3 separate regions of the Zea mays genome follow, and all the other regions are linked to region 1. A link is a contact called in public Hi-C data. All regions are on one chromosome and are shown on one strand. The core of a region is the stretch at or near the end of the contact, and the rest is flanking DNA. Distances in the headings are between cores, read along the strand shown. Region 1 holds the start of LOC100304181. Region 2 holds the start of LOC100285174 (hydrogen-transporting ATP synthase, rotational mechanism). Region 3 holds the start of LOC103636053.

Evidence for each region. A called contact is a pair of places that touch in the nucleus more often than the background predicts.
Region 2: a contact with region 1 is called in a Hi-C map of leaf, with 4 times the contacts expected there. The contact joins the promoter of LOC100285174 here to the promoter of LOC100304181 in region 1. A contact is called at or near these places in 4 of 25 Hi-C or Micro-C datasets (ear, endosperm, leaf and 1 more).
Region 3: a Hi-C map of tassel shows a contact between it and region 1, with 2.3 times the contacts expected there. The contact joins the promoter of LOC103636053 here to the promoter of LOC100304181 in region 1. A contact is called at or near these places in 3 of 25 Hi-C or Micro-C datasets (bundle sheath, ear and tassel).

What each region holds. Positions count from the first base shown.
Region 1 is chr8:145,303,677-145,306,914 of Zm-B73-REFERENCE-NAM-5.0, reverse strand. LOC100304181 reads right to left here and starts at 1,429. Exons shown (of 5, transcript NM_001165636.1): 1 at 695-1,429; 2 at 546-598. The coding sequence starts at 1,424.
Region 2 is chr8:145,106,519-145,109,939 of Zm-B73-REFERENCE-NAM-5.0, reverse strand. LOC100285174 (hydrogen-transporting ATP synthase, rotational mechanism) reads left to right here and starts at 1,878. Exons shown (of 3, transcript NM_001291793.1): 1 at 1,878-2,026; 2 at 2,157-2,356. The coding sequence starts at 2,175.
Region 3 is chr8:145,508,017-145,511,253 of Zm-B73-REFERENCE-NAM-5.0, reverse strand. LOC103636053 reads right to left here and starts at 1,631. Exons shown (of 2, transcript XM_008658411.4): 1 at 1,489-1,631; 2 at 407-1,387. The coding sequence starts at 1,592. The coding sequence ends at 796. It overlaps LOC103636052 (inactive protein kinase SELMODRAFT_444075), which reads right to left. Exons shown (of 12, transcript XM_020542447.3): 6 at 3,189-3,237; 7 at 2,715-2,791; 8 at 2,470-2,617; 9 at 2,128-2,277; 10 at 1,895-2,014; 11 at 1,837-1,892; 12 at 1,609-1,835. The coding sequence ends at 1,799.

The DNA of each region.
Region 1 (3,238 bases), core at 180-2,679:
GCCATTTCCGCATAAAAAAGGCATAATCATGATCCGAAACAAAAGGGTATACTAGGACAAACCACAGTTCAGGCTTCAACCTGTTTGCATATCACAAAGATGAGACACAACTCCATCTTAAATCATGCTCCTTGCAGATGATGACAGCAAAATGCTATAGTAACACCAGCTTTGCGATACACAATAGTCATATACCGTTCTGTTCTCCTCTTTAGTTTCCACAAATTAGGAAAGATTCCTGATTCCAAGCACAGTTGAAGAACAAGGCAACAAGTTGCACATTTCTTATTTCACAAAGGTAAATAACTAGTTTACAGAACAGGTAATGAAAAAGCATGATCATGACTCATGTTTCTTAATTCATGAAATGAGTTTATAAGCTATTTGCCATGTTTGTTAATATTTTTATGGTCCATACAACTACCACATGCCTTGTGAATGCTTAATTAATACTCTTATAATTTTGTTAATAAGCAGTGAATCCATAATAATACTAGCTTGTTGTGTCATGCTCTCAAATTGCTCATTAGTCAGGAAACACATACCACTAGAGAGTAAACAGGCAGCGGAGAGTTCAAGAGCATGTTCAGCAGGACCCCTGTTATATCCATGGGCAAAAAGATGCCAACATAATCTCGAGTCACTACAAGTGATGCTAAAAGGAAGAATAAGAATTTGGCCATGATCCACTTACCGAAGAATTGGTGGCTCTGGAAGACCGGGATGGAGCTGACTGCCCAGATCTTGAGCTCCTTCTGCAGCTCAGAGCGAGGCACCCCTGTTGCATTCTGCACCTTGAGGCAGAGCCTGAGAAGGAACGCCTCAACCAGCACCACCCCAGCGAGGTAGTCAACGCTGCAGCCTTCCTTCATGAGCTCCCGCCTGGCCTCGTCACCAGCGAGCGGGAACAGCACCTGGAACGGGCACCTCTCCCTCGAGTGCCGCACGCTCCACACCTTGACAAGATCGCCGAAAGCCGGCAGCAGCCTCACAGCGTCGGCGGTGGTGCCTTCAGTCGAAGAGGGGGCGGGGCGACTGCTGCAGATGCTGATGTAGCTGAGGACAGCCTCGACGACGGCCTCGGTCTCCCTGCGCGGCTTATCTGAGTGGAAAAGCTCGGAGACGACGGGGGCGAGGAGGGCGAGCGGCTTGGCGGCCCCGGGCGAGGAAGCGGCGAAGGCGGAGAGGAGCTGGAGCAGTGAGCGGAGGTCGTCAGGGCGGTCGTGGAAGGAGAGCGCGGAGAAGAACCAGACGACCTCGAGCGGCGGGTCTGAGTAGGTGCTGAGGACGCGCGAGAAGACGCGGTGGAAGTTGGTGAGGTCGGCGGCGCCGGGGGCCGGGGCGGCGGAGACGGCGGAGAGGAAACCCGAGGCGGAGTCTCGGAGGAGTGATTCGAGGTTGGGGAAGCAGAGGGCGGCGCCCATGGAGGGGAAGTCCACCACAATGGAACCGGCGGCCATGGCGCGGCGGGGGCCTAGGCGGATTGGTTCGAATCGGGGCGGGAGTGACGAAACCCTAACCCTAGTCTCGATCCGAGAAGTGGGGTTTCGGGGAGGTCGAGGGGACGGGCCGTGGGTGGTTTTTGAAGATGGGAGAGGCGGGCGGGGAGACACTGACCAATGGAGCCGCATGGTCAGTTAGCGGGCGGGAGATTCTGGCTTGTTCGATTGGACTGGGCTTGAGCTGCTTCTGTGGTCCAGTTTAAAATGGGCTAATCTATCGACATTGAAATGGGTGATAGCTCAGGGTGAACCGGGCTTGGGTTGGGTTCTAAGAGCATCTCTAACAATGCTTTTAAACTAGTGTCTTAAATTGAAACTAGCCGGTTGTCTTTTCTTTGCTACGATTTTTATATATCATATAAATAGATATTGAGATATTTATTCAAATATAATTACTGTTTATTTATAAACACTAAGATATGTGTAATCTAGTGGTTAGCCCCAAATTTTTGGGGCAGAGGAGGTTCGAGTGCTCACTCTGCACTATTTTTTAATATAATTATTGTTTATTTATAAACATTAAGGTATGTGTGGTCTGGTGTTAGCTGCGCAGTCGTCACTCTGCACTATTTTTTGATATAATTATTGTTTATTTATAAACATTAAGGTATGTATGTGTATTCACACAATCAACAGCAAAACAATCTAATATACAAAAAGCATACTGAAGTCCGAAATATGCAATATTTATATATATTTGAAATATGCAATATGTTATATCTATAAAAAGTCACGTCTAACTAAATTATTAAATTCAATTAAATAGCATCATATATATAAGTCGTGGTCAAATACCACATTATAAGCATATATGTCGATCTGGGAAATGGCGCTACAATATATCTATCCAAGACAAATATTTCAGCCTTGAAAGTCGCCTAGAGGGGGGTGAGTAGGGCGAAACTGAAATTTACAAATATAAACACAACTACAAGCCGGGTTAGCGTTAGTAATAAAGAAATGAGTCCACGAGAGAGGGCGCAAAACAAATCCCAAGCGAATAAGCAAGTGAGACACGGAGATTTGTTTTACCGAGGTTCGGTTCTTGCAAACCTACTCCCCGTTGAGGAGGCCACAAAGGCCGGGTCTCTTTCAACCCTTCCCTCTCTCAAACGATCCACGGATCGAGTGAGCTTTCTCTTCTCAATCACTTGGAACACAAAGTTCCCACAAGGACCACCACAAGATTGGTGTCTCTTGCCTCAATTACAAGTGAGTTTGATTGCAAAGAATGGATCAAGAAAGAAGAAAGCAATCCAAGCGCAAGAGCTCGAAAGAACACAAGTAAATCACTCTCTCTAGTCACTATGGCGTTGTGTGGAGATTGGAGAGGATTTGATCTCTTTGGTGTGTCTAGAATTGAATACTAGAGCTCTTGTAGTAGTTGGGAAGTAGAAAACTTGGATGCAATGAATGGTGGGGTGGTTGGGGTATTTATAGCCTCAACCACCAAATGTGGCCGTTGGAAACCTGTCTGTTCGATGGCGCACCGGACAGTCCGGTGCACACCGGACAGTCCGGTGCCCCCTGCCACGTCATCACTGCCGTTGGATTCTAGCCGTTGGAGTTTCTGACTTGTGGGCCCGCCTGGGTGTCCGGTGCACACCGGACAGCTACTGTTCCTTGTCCGGTGTGCCAGTATGGGCGCGCCTGACTTCTGCGCGCGCAGAGCGCGCATTAAATGCGCGGCAGAGAGCCGTTGGCGCAGAGATGACCGTTGCTCCGGAGTCGCACGG
Region 2 (3,421 bases), core at 629-3,128, 200 kb after region 1:
TGACGATAAAATGGCAAGAAACAAGGAGTAACCGATAAGCGACAATTACCTGCCCAAAGGGGATGAAATTCTGTGTCATCGACGCCCGAGCAATCGAGACCATGTCCCGAAAGCTATCGAGCCTCTCCTCATAGTGCCAAGGCTGAGGTCGCCCTGGTACGATGTTGACTTGCCTCACTTCCATCCTCCACGTCCGCCCCGACATCTAGGGGGAGGAGAAGGGTGTCCCTCCGGTGGTGGAGGGACCACGACCCTTGTTGAAGAAAAAGAGGCCACAACCAACGACGTCGCCGCCTCAGGTTGAGTGATCACCACCGTGGCACCCAGGGACGGCAGCGATGGAAGCAGGACCAAAACACCCCTCCCCTCTGGTGAAGCTCCGATGAGGGGAAACACACCGGCGGTCGAAACCCCCCTCAAAGAGACTGCGCAGGAAGTCATCATAATAAGGCAGACACTAGGGGACGGCGTCGCCAGCATCCCTTGGACGGGCAGGGAGGTTGGAACGGGCAACCCGGTTAACTCATTGGTGGACGCTCCATCCACCACAGAAAGATCAGAGGTTGAAAGAGTCGGAGGCCCTCCCCTCATCGCGACCACGTCCTTATGGAGTTGCACGACACATACACACTAACCAAAGCAAGGAAGTTAGGAATGCCGAAACCTTGTCATTCTTGAACATGATGCTCTTAACATTCATCATTTCATTAGTGTGAAAAGTATGTTAAAATTTTGGAATCCACTGAATTACTTGCATTCAAGAAGTGTGTTGTATTGTGCACTAACATTTTTTCGAATAATTTATGTGCCGTTGTAACACATGCACATTTTATCCGGATCGTATGAAATGTGTCAATTGTGCAACAGTTACCATGATAGATGATACTACAGGAGTACTATCTATTTTACGTTTTTTGCTTTGTATCTTGTGATTTTTGGTACTTATTAGAAACGTGATCTTAGTACAATCAGATTGGTGCGTTTTGAATTTACAGTAGTTATGGACTTATGGAGGGGGTTCCTAATATTTTGTATTATTTATTTATTATTGATATATGTACACTACAATGTTCTTAATATGAAATTTCATACTTGAACTGGATGTTCGTCGAACTACAGTGGCTTACAAATCTTAGGATGTTCATACTTGAACTAGATGTTAATTGAACTACATTGGCTTACAAATCTTAGGATGCAAATCTAATAAACAATAACATAGGGCCCGTTTGTTTTCCTTCATTTTGAGGAATTAGAATCTAACTAATGTAGTAGGTTATTTATTTAGAATGTGACATTACATAACTTTCCAAAGTGTATATATAAGACTATCTCAAATTTATGGAGTAAGAGATAGAAATTGATTCTATATATTTACATGCTACTTTTCTAATATACAATTTATAATGTACTCTTCTACTTGCTTCTTTATAACACAAATGTAGTGTATAACTATCTCTCTCTCATATGATTTAGGATAATATACAAATATAATACATAGACAAATATATTAACTTAATTATTTTTGTCTAAATTATAATTATTAGAATGTATTTTAATTCCAACGAAACAAACATGACGTCTTAATGGACTTTCCCACAATTAGAAAGCTTTATAAATAATTTATAGTTTAAAACATGTTTAAATAACTATCTTATTGTGACTAAAGTTTAATCAATTTTAATCTCTAAATTACCAAACATGGTAACTAATGGAGATTTCTCATATATAAATTCTAGTGACTAAAGTTTATTGACTAAAATTTAGTAGTATGACTAAAGTAACCAAACACCTTCTTAAACACGATGACATACAAATCCATCTCCAAATCCATCTCTTGTGAGTTCTGAACCAAAACTACAAAATGAATTGACGATATTACCCTCGACCCTCGAGGTCTCGAGTCTTGACCAACCCATACGCACCCACCCTCCGCCGCCGTTTTTCTCTCCCCATCTCGCCCGCCGTTTTCGTCCTTATCGATCTCCTCGCACCTCGTGGCGGCACCTCTCCCCTTCGATCCACCAAGGTGAGCTTCCGATTCTCCACCATAAACTCTGACCTCTTCCCGCCAGATCCGTAGTCTCCCCACCCCGTGCGTCCAGATCTGGTTCCTTTCGATTTGACTCGGTTTTCCCTTCCTGTTCGGGGTGCCGTAGGGTTTAGGATCGGCGGCGATGGCGGCGAGGCTGGCACAGCTGCGCGCTCAGGCGGTGCAGGCGGCGGAGTTCGCCTCGAAGCACGGCGGCTCCTACTACAAGGAGCTCATGGAGAAGAACAAGCAGTACGTCGTGCAGCCCCCCACCATCGAGAAATGCCAGGAGCTCTCCAAGCAGCTCTTCTACACCCGCCTCGCAAGGTGAAACCAACTGTGGCTTTTGTTGTTGTGTCTCGTTGCGATTAGTCAATTGGGTTCTCTTGCCTGAAGTGCTGCACGATCTGTTCGTTCGTGCGTTTAACGGGGCTTTTTTCGGGCTTGTTCAGGTCGCTTGTTAGACGGGTATAGTGTTGTGCAGTTTTTTTTCCTAATTAACTGTATGTATGTATGATATGACTTGGTTATGGCCAGTATCAGCGATGAGGATAGCCAAGCTGACTGCCTGATTCTGTGAGCGGATTAAGATTGTTAGGAAGATAATGTGGTTATTTTCCCGTGGTGTAACTGAGCATTTGTAGGTAGCACAGCATATCTACGCTTTTCACTTTTGAGGGCAGTCTTCGTGGCTTTACTGTTTATGACTTAATATGTGTGTTTATCATGTGGTTTGTTGTGATAGCAAATGTGACAAATCTCCCATCTATTTTTAATGTTTTTGTTCATTATATCATGATGCTATACCTTTATGCAATGGAATGTTCTATCTCCTCTTTCAATGTTATACTTGCCAGTTCCTGAATTTAAGTTTGGTTTGGTGGATTAAACACAATTTTGAAGTTTCATAGCGAAATAAACTTATACTTCAATGCTTGCACTGAGATCCATCTTATGTGGAGACAGATAGGTGCATAGAACACAATGCATGGCTGTTAGGGAAAACCATGAAGGTTTGATCAATTAGCACCCTGGTGTAGAGTCCCTTGCGGTGTTGATGTGTCATGACACTACTGCAAGAAGAATTTGCTGTATGGTTCTAGAAATGAATCTTTGTAATATCACCGTGGCCAAAAACTATGCATGCATGGAAGAGTAGGTTTAGCTTTGCATATAAACACTGATAACTGCATTGGTTATTGGGAAATGTGATTGCTTCTTGTTTATTTTGGATGTCAGTTGATTGACAGCGGAAAATGCTGTGCACATGTATATATCTGGTTTATAAAAGTTTATGCATAACATCTTTAGCATCAAGTGTTGTCAATTTTTTCTTTGATCAGAGTGTGTAAGATTTGCTGGGTGCAGCATGCAGGTGTATCCGTATCTGGA
Region 3 (3,237 bases), core at 382-2,881, 200 kb before region 1:
AGTATTTCTTTCTCTTCTCATTTCCCATTATTTTTATCACTTCTCTTTCAACAAGAATTTTCTTTCTTATTTTATTTTATTTTATGTAGAAGTGTAGAACCATATAGTCTCTTTGGCTAATTTAATGTGGTTTTGTTATCGGGAAATCTGGACTAATATATTTATCCCATCTTTAAAAGTGGTGTTTTGAATTATTAGATCGACATATTAACAACTGGGTGGGGGTATTTTATCTACTACCTTTACTACTATAATGCACTACTTTTAATAGTTCCAGTCGTGGTTTTTGTGTGTCGCGCCCTCACCCGCTCGCTCGTTCTCCATGCTTCGCTATCTAGGTGCGTCCGCCCGCTCTCTGACATCCACAAACACTATCCTTTGAGCATTACATATCTTTTTGAACTAATTTAGTTGTACATTACTATTTTATTTAATATTTTGTATGCCGTCGCAACGCACGGGCACCTACCTAATGACTTTAGAATATGTTTAGTCCCTAGAACCAAACATGTAGGGACTAAAGTTTAGTCCTAGGACTAAAATTTAGTCCTAGGACTAATTGAAACCAAACATGGCATCAGTAGTACAAAAAATCGTTGGTACTATGATCAGCGGCCTCATCCAATAGAGGAGACTTGGTCAGTCCTACTTCTACGGTTCTACCTTCTTGCATTGCGTTGCGTCGTCTTATCAGTTATCACAGCCACAGCAGTAGCACATCCCCACCACGGGCGAGGAGCCGGGGACGTACGGGTGGACCACGGTCCGGCCAGTTGTGGCTTTGCGAGCACAGTGTCAACAGACAGCCCTGGTATGGTAAACCCTGCTCCTCCGTGAACCGGGAAAACGATGATTGCCCTTGCTTGCCTGCCTGCCTGCGCCACCGTGAACGGACCACCATGCCGCAGCACAGTGGCATCTTGCTCGCAGTCGCAGCCTTGCCAGTCGCCAGCCACAGTAGCTGGCCGGAGAACTCCACGAGTTGCTAGTTGCTACAAGCCGGCGTACGTACGGTGGCCCCCGGGCCATTGTACGCACGCACAGGAACGCATGCAATGATGAGCGCTGCTCTGGCAGCCGCTGACATGCATCAGGACGTGTCCACGCGACGCGGACGCCGGGCTGGACGTGTCGCGCGAGGGCTTGCGGCGGGGCGAGCGCTCTAGCAGAAACAGCCGGCCGGAGCAGCAGCCGTCGCCGTCGCCGTCCCGTCGTCCATCGGGCTCTCGGACCGGGCCCAACGCAAGCGCCAGCATCTTCTCGCCGTTTGCAGCAGCAGGTGCACAGACAGAGGCCCTCTGCCTGGGCCTGCCTGCCGCCTGTCAGCCAGACGCGCTTCAGGCCTGCTGTTTTTATTACAGCGCGGAACTTGGGTAGAGCGCCATGCCTGAAAGGATTGCAGTGCACCGTTTCAGGGGGCACAGCACACTATGGAATTGGATGGTAGTAATAAACCACATGTGGCATTATTGCATGATTATATTATACCAGCTACGTTTGCCTGTAGCGCAACGAATGCAAACACCACGACTGCCAAGAACAGCGTGGAGATGCCACCAGGATGTCTGCACTACTTTTCCAGAAACATCCATACGTTGCAGGTCAATATACTTGTAATCCTATTAACATTTCTATATACACCAGGACAACAATGTATCAGCAAAAGCTTTCCAGCCTACAAATTGCTAGGGCTAGGAAGTGAGCATAAAATGATCCCAAAAAGAAAGAAATGCGAGAGGGAGGTAGGGGCGAGGGAATAATACAGGATTTGAGCGATCTCTTGCATTATGCGACAGCACTAATATCTGTTGGAGATACTCTGCTTGTCCCGGTCCGCTGTAGGAGCGTTTCCCCTCGCCTGCCCTTCGCGATTCTTGTTGAGCCGGGCTACTCTGTACTCCTGGCAATAATGCTGTTGCTCACTCAGCAACCTCCAGCTTCTGCTCCCAGAATCACTACTGCCGTTAACAGAACCAGACTCCACGACCATGTCGCCCTCAAGAATGCGAAGAACCTTTTATTCACCAAGGCAGAAATGGTGAGCATGCATGCAATCGAGCTTTCATCACTGGATATGGGGATGCAGCAACAACAACAACAACAACAACAACAAAAATTATCACTAACATGGGACATGCGAGGCCTTGAATGTGGGTCACGTCTTATACACAGGTTTGCCGCGTGCAGCATGCAGTGCACCTCGTTTTCGGAGTAGCGCGCGCCCAGTCGTGGGTCTATGAGCTCATCAATTGCATACTCCTCCAAGAATGGCCGTGCCTGTACAATCCAAATCTTGCGAGTTCAACACAAAACTGTAGTTTATATAACACAAGAAAGTTATCTGCTACAAGGGTGGTGTCCCATAAACCATATGAATCATTACTGTGAAGCAAAATGTCTTAGCCTCTTAGCCATCCAAAAAAAAATAGGCTTTACTAACGAGAAATGATGATCCAATATGTAACTCACCCATTCAGTTAGCAACTGCTGACCCTTTGGTCGGTTGATGTCAACAGCCTTCCGCCCAGTCACAAGCTCCACTAACACAACCCCAAAAGAGTACACATCAGCCTTCTCTGTTATTTGCCCACTCTGCGCATATTCAGGTGCCAGATAACTGCACCCGGTAATAAAGTTCTCTCGTTAGCTGCACTCAAAAGTTGAAATTGCCTATGATGAAAATATACATAGGATAAAGTCACAAAAACACCCACCCAAATGTGCCAATAACTCTTGTTTCAACACCCATGTCTCCATCAGGTTGCCATCGTGCCAGGCCGAAATCTCCAACCTGTCGGGCCGGGGCAACCATTATGCAGCTTACAATCATAACATGAAATTAATAGTTCAACAGGAACCAAAAAAAATATATTGGATGGTTGGCAGAGTTCAGCAGACGAAAGATAAACATCGCTCCAAACCTAATCTGCTTTAAGACCATACTTTCATGCTGATAAGTGTAATAACAAAAAAAAATTAGGATAGATTGACCTCCCTAAGAAAGACTCCAAACACCATCAGAAAAGTTTAATTGCAACATTAGTCTACTACCAGTCAAATACGAAGAATAATTGCCTCATGATTGCATCAGATACAAAAACTTTAACCTATATGGAAAGGTGCCTAATGTCAAATGCACAAGAACAAATAGTCAACTTTACACCACAATCAGCAAAGTAGGACTGTACCAGTGGCTCGAAATCATGTGTGACAAGGATGTTGTTTGGTCTCATGTCA